Regions from separate parts of the Neogale vison genome. Here region 2 is linked to region 1. The links are chromatin contacts, called in public Hi-C maps. All regions are on one chromosome and are shown on one strand. The core of a region is the stretch at or near the end of the contact, and the rest is flanking DNA. Distances in the headings are between cores, read along the strand shown. Region 1 has its middle 31 kb from the start of PCBD1. Region 2 overlaps UNC5B (netrin receptor UNC5B).

What was found. Hi-C and Micro-C count contacts between places; a contact is called where the count stands out from the background.
Region 2: a Hi-C map of fibroblasts shows a contact between it and region 1, with 11 times the contacts expected there. The contact joins two enhancer-like sites. A contact is called at or near these places in 2 of 3 Hi-C or Micro-C datasets (fibroblasts and muscle).

What each region holds. Positions count from the first base shown.
Region 1 is chr2:185,013,211-185,016,090 of ASM_NN_V1, reverse strand. No RefSeq gene overlaps it. Among named protein-coding and RNA genes, the nearest start is that of PCBD1, 31 kb to the right of the region's middle. Within about 2 kb of position 1,335, the one cell type or tissue checked has open chromatin away from gene starts, as enhancers often do. A contact at or near this core is called in fibroblasts, where this site is marked.
Region 2 is chr2:185,336,062-185,338,927 of ASM_NN_V1, reverse strand. It overlaps UNC5B (netrin receptor UNC5B), which reads right to left. Exons shown (of 17, transcript XM_044239709.1): 2 at 1,176-1,400. Among named protein-coding and RNA genes, the nearest start is that of SLC29A3, 30 kb to the left of the region's middle. Within about 2 kb of position 1,252, the one cell type or tissue checked has open chromatin away from gene starts, as enhancers often do. A contact at or near this core is called in fibroblasts, where this site is marked.

The DNA of each region.
Region 1 (2,880 bases), core at 86-2,585:
TCCCCTAGCCCCATCTCTGACCACCCACAACCCCAGATGCATCCCCTTGCTGATCAATTTATGCAAATCAAGTTACTGGTGCCTGCTGCTGCTCTTGGCCTCACCATCCAGCAGGTGCACTGGGACTTGGAGTCCCTGTGTAGACTTACCTGGAGAGTGTCCTGGCTACCGCCGCTGCCTGTCTCCAGGACACAGAGCAGCCGCGGTCAGGAGCCAGCACCTAGGACTCAAAGCAACACGGCATGAACACACTGACATCTCCAAAGCCACGGACACTTGGCTCACTAGCAACTTACCGAACTTGGCCGTAGACAAGGACTAGGTTGGGGGAAGGCATCAGGCGCTGAACGTTGGTACCTCCTATTTCACCCCAACAAAGAGACGAGGAAGGTCCTGGAGGCCTGTGACTTCCAGTCCACCCCAGGTCCTTCTGAAACCAGAGCAGGGCCGGCTGGGCTCCAGGCCCACGCTCTCTGCAGCCCGACCAGAGTCTCCATCACCGCCTCCTCCAGACAGGCTGACCTCCTCCCTCCACGTCCCTGGTCGCCTTTGTCCCCATTCAAGGCTGAGCCATGAACTTCACTAATCCTCAAGGGTCTGGGGGCCTGGACCGAGGGGTCCCCACCCTGCTCCCTAGGAAACTGGCCCAGGGGAGATTCACACTGAACAATTTCAAAATGAGCCCGAAGGCCATTACCTCTGGGGAGCGGTCCAGCCTCTTGCTTCTCTGTTTGAGAGACAGAGCCAGAGAAAGACAGGGAGTGGGGTGGCAGTGGGGACAAAGAGATAAAGAGACACGGAAGCAGGGAGAGAGATAAACGTGGCATCGTTGCTCACTACTTACACTCTGTATCCCCTAATGGGCATCCCGTCTGTCTTGCACGGCCCGGCTCCCCGCACAGAGAGACCCAGAGCAGGGGGCTATGAATGTTTGTTAAATGAAGGAAGGAGAAAGATCAGAAAGCAAAGATAGCAGACTGAGAGGAAAAGGCAAGGAGCAGTAGCAGGCTGAGAGAGTTGTTGGGTGCCTCTATCCTGTTACGTTTGTACATTTTTGCTAAGGGCAGAGGCTCAAAGTGCAGCAGGCCCGGCCCTTCTCCTCAGGACATCAGGTGTCAATAGTGAAAGGGAAGCCCAGCGCCGAGCTTCCGGCCCATCCCTCCCGAGCCACCCAGCTACCCCAGCACCCACAGGCCCAGCCACCCTCCTCCCGGCCGGGGCCAGGCCCCTGGGTGACTTGACACCACCCATGTGCAGAGCAAACAAAGCGGCCACGTGGGCATGTATGACTTATGGCTTTAATCTCCCTGATAGAAGGCCTTTAAAGATTATTTCAGGGATGAAAAAAAAATAATCCTGGGTAATGAATCACGGCCTTAAGAAGCTGATAAGCAGCAGGGAAGCTGGCGGGGCCTGAGTTCCTGATTTAATTAAAGTCTTATGGATACTCCCTGAAACAAAATCCATTGTAGCCATCAAGGTGATAAAAAGACCGCAGGTTACTTTAAACTAACTCACCTGCCTCGTGAATTTTCTTCCCGATGGAGGGGACAGATGAAGGAGCCATGTTATGGGGACCCAGGGCGGAGACCCCCAGGGATAGAAGGAAGCTCACGCAGCCCAGGAGCTGAAGTAGATCAGAGCCTGGAGGAGGCAGGATAATCCACTCAGACAGGGAGTGGGGTCACTGTGTATCTTTAGGTCACTCGCTGGCCCTCTCTGGGACTCAGTTTCTAATCTAACATCCAGGGAGGAAGAGATGGGCCCAGCTGGTCTTTGAGAGGCATCCCCGAGCTGGCCTTCAGGGTCCTAAGTCCCACCACGTGTCCCCTCACCCGACACCGCCCCCCCCCCACTCCTAGAGGTGAGGAGTAATGGGTGGTGTCCCACTGGGAAGGCCTTTCTCTCAGGATCCTGCCCCCAGTGCCAGCCTCCCCCAGCCACTGCTCCCCCTTCCCTGCCCTTCTGTGCCCCACTCACACACACAACTACCTGGCAAAAGTACAATTGCCAGCCCTCTTGGGGATATACTTCTGGTTCAGGGAGGGGGCGAGTGGCTGTATGTGTCCAGCCCAAAGGCACCATGGAAAGCAGGGCCTTCCAAGCAGGCAGGAGCCCGGGCACTCTTTCCCACTCCACCACCAGGCTCTGCCAAGGCTCCAGGGAGAAGTCAAGTGGGCTGGACCTGGAAGGACAGAAATAGAGCCCAGGAGAATGTGACGACAGCGGCCAGTGGTCTGTCCATCCTTCGAGACCAGTCGGTCCACAGGGAGTGAAAACGGCAGCTGGCTGGGTGGCTGGGTGCGCGCACGGATGGATGGATGGGTGGAGAGACAGGTAGGTGGACGGAGGAGCGAATGGCTGGACAGACAGATGGACACACAGATGAAAAGCATGCAGGGGAGGGGACTGACAGCTGAAGCTGGGTTTGGTCCCCTGGTGCCAACTCCCTCTCTGAAGCTCAAAGCCCTGGCAGCCGGGGCCAGTGCCCTATGATTGGTGCAGATGCATGGGTGGCCCCGGGCCCTGTCACCCATGATGGCCAATGCCATGGGATCGGGGTTGTCAGATAAATCTAGATTTTAGATGAATTAAGAATAATTTTCAGCAAGATTTTGTCCCAAATACTGTGTCTAGTTGCTCCATAGGACAACCCTACACAGAATGTCCCCTGGGCCCCATGCCTGACAAAGTGTGTCCTAGAGAGGCCCCCATGGGGGGGGTGTGCATGATGAATTTCTCAGCCATGACCTCCCCCTTGCCCCCCAGGCCCCAGAAGCCTCTGGCTGGTGAGTGAGTAAGGAGAGAAGATTCCACCGAGAAACAAGAAACAGCAGGCTGAGGGGTGGCAGTGCCAAGCCCGGCACCCTCCCCTGGAAA
Region 2 (2,866 bases), core at 3-2,502, 320 kb before region 1:
CTTCTCTCTCCGCCTCTGCCGGCCACTCTGCCTGCTTGTGCTCTCTTTCTTTCTCTTTCTCTGACAAATAAATAAATAAAATCTTTAAAAAAAATAAAAATTCCTTATTTTATTTTATTTTTTTAGATTTGGGGGGAGCATGAGACTCCAGATCTGTTTTCTAAAATTCTCTCAAAATGTTGGTAAAATATAGATCACCTAAAACTTAACCATTTTAATGTACACAGTTGAGTGGCATTAAAGTACATTCTGGGGTGTATTTTTAAGCCTGGGTGGTTCTGAAATCGGCAAGCTTTTCCCAGAAAAATAGAAGTTGGAAGGAGGGAGTAGGGAGAGAGAGTGAGAGAGAGCATGTTGTCGGGGGAGACAGACCGAGAAACATGGGGAAGAAACCAAAGCAGAGGCAGGCTGTGGGGCGAGAGGCCCCCCAGAACCTGGGCCTGGCTGGGGCTGCCTGGTACTGGCCACCTGTAGGGCACCAGCAGCAGCGGTCCCCTGGAGTCCTGGAAAGGACCCCCTCTGAGGGGCCTGGGGACACGGAAGCCCCCATCTGGCTTCGGGGGCACCTCTGGGGGTGCCCGGGACCCCGCGTACATCTTCCTGTTGGGATCTGGGCTCTGTCCCAGCACCACCTCCCTGGTGTTCTACTTAGTAAAACCAACCTCGTCTTCAAAGCCAACACAGCTGGAGGAGGAGACACAGCATCTTATGAACGGGAACAGAATCACTTCCCACGAACCCAGAGGCCCTCTGACAACAAGGACGGTCCCGGAATCTGGGTACGTGCTGGGGGGCCGGGGCTGCGGATGGGGCCGCTCCTCCTCGTTATGCAGGGTGCACAGCAGGTACTGGAGTGTGTAAGCGTGAGAGTGTGTGCGTGAAGAACGCTCGCCCCGTCGCCCCCAACTGCTCCCTTATGTAAGATGGGGACAGGGAGAAAAGGACTCCGTGCTCTTTCATTTGGTAGTGCAAAACCAGACAGGGACATGTGGCCAACGCTGGGGGAGATACAGATCCAGGATAAATCCCAGAGGGGAAACTGAGGCCCCGGGGGGGGGTGGGCGCCATGGCCATGTGAAGTCTCACACAGAGCCTAGGGTAGAGCCAGGCCCAGGACCCAGTGTCCCTGGCACCCCAGGGCCCTGGTGGTGACTGGACGAGTGGGGCAGGCTCACCCGTGGCCTCATCCAGGCCCTCCTGTGTGACGTGGTCATTCTGGCTGACCCACTCGCCGTTGCACTTGAAGTAGATCTGTGTGGCGGGGAAGGCGCGGCAGCGCAGCTCCACAGGCTTATTCTTCACAATGTAGGCGTCCTGGGGCTCCTGGAGGAAGTGGGGCAGGGGCTCAGCCGGTGCGGACGGGAAGGAGTCGGGGAGCACCTCGCTGCCGGAATCCGTGCCTGTGGAGGGAGGGCGGGCTTCATGAGGCTGAGGCTGGGGGGGGGTGCGGTGAGCAGCTGGAGACCAGCCGAGATGCCCTCTGTGACCCCGGCAAGGTCTGGCCCCTCCTGGGTCCTCAGTTTCCCCATCCCCCAGCTCTTACCAGGTTGTGCTTTGGAGCCAGTCCTAGCTCTCTGACCCTGGGTGATTCTCCTTCTTTCCAGACAGAGATGTCAGGGTGGCCCGGAGAGCTGAATGGATGGTCCGGGCCAGGACACCCCTCGAGCCCTCCCCAGTATCCCCTGAACTGGACCTACTAAGCCTCCCTCCGGTTTCCCATCGTGATGCCACAGGACGTGAAGGGCTGGCATGGATCACAAGCAGCCAGTTTCGCCCTAAAGCCACTGCTGCCCTTGGCAGCCCCAGCCTGCCAGGCTGGTGGAGGTGGGGAGACAACCCAGGACCCTCAGAGGCATGAGGTGGGGTCAGGTGGGGTGACTGCAGCAGGTCTGGTTCCTTGGTGCTTGGCCCCCCCACGGGGCCTCCTCCTCTGAATGCCTAAGGCAGGCAGCAGCATGGAGTGGGAGACCACATCCCCAGCAGCGTTTACACAGAGCCTCCCCTCCTCGGGGTGGTCTCTGCCCCACTCCTCAGCCCTTCCCACCTCAGCCAAATGCACACCCTCCACCCTAGGAGCAGACAAGAAAACTGCGCAGCCTGGGAACACAGATAGGCTGTGCCCACTACAACTCCTCCCCAACAAGGGGCCAAATGCGAACCCCGGCCCGCCGGCCTCTGTGGAAAGAACAGTGCCTCACGAGGTAAGACAAACAGGAAGGGAGAGGGTCCCACCACGACCAGCGCTGGGAGGGAGGGAAACTAGGCCAGGCCAGCCCATTGGTTCACTATCCACTTTAGGAAAATTGACTTTATGACACCAAGCGCCAAACAATCAGATGGCTGGGGCGAGCGATGGGGGTGCTAAGCTCCAGAGGGAACAATGAATTAAACCGCAGGGGTGTGCATCCGCCCAGCCCCTCACTGCCAGCCACGGCCTGTCACTGTCCCAGCACCCCAGTCCCTCCAGTGGGGTGGGGTCCCAGGAAGCACTTGCCTCCAGCCCATGTCACGATGGGACATGCATGGCCCTAGGGAGCCCCCTATGTCCAAAGGGGCCAAGGGGACACTCTGTTCTCTGCTCTCCAAGAGCAGAATGAACAAAACAAGCCATCTCTTTGTGGCCCAGGAGCTCCTGCTAAGACTTGGGGTGAGGGTGGGGGGGTTCCGGCGCTCTGAGAACATGCACAGGTTGTCACTGGCTCCAGACAGTCAGTCCCAGGGGGAGTGCGTGTGTGTGGCCCGCGGGAGCAAAGGGGAAGTCAGCAAGAAAGTGTGAAACCTGCTCCATCTAGCATGTTCCGTGGGACCCCAGGACAGCCCTTTAACTCCCAGCACCGTATTTCGTCTCTGAAGATGGCAGGGAGGT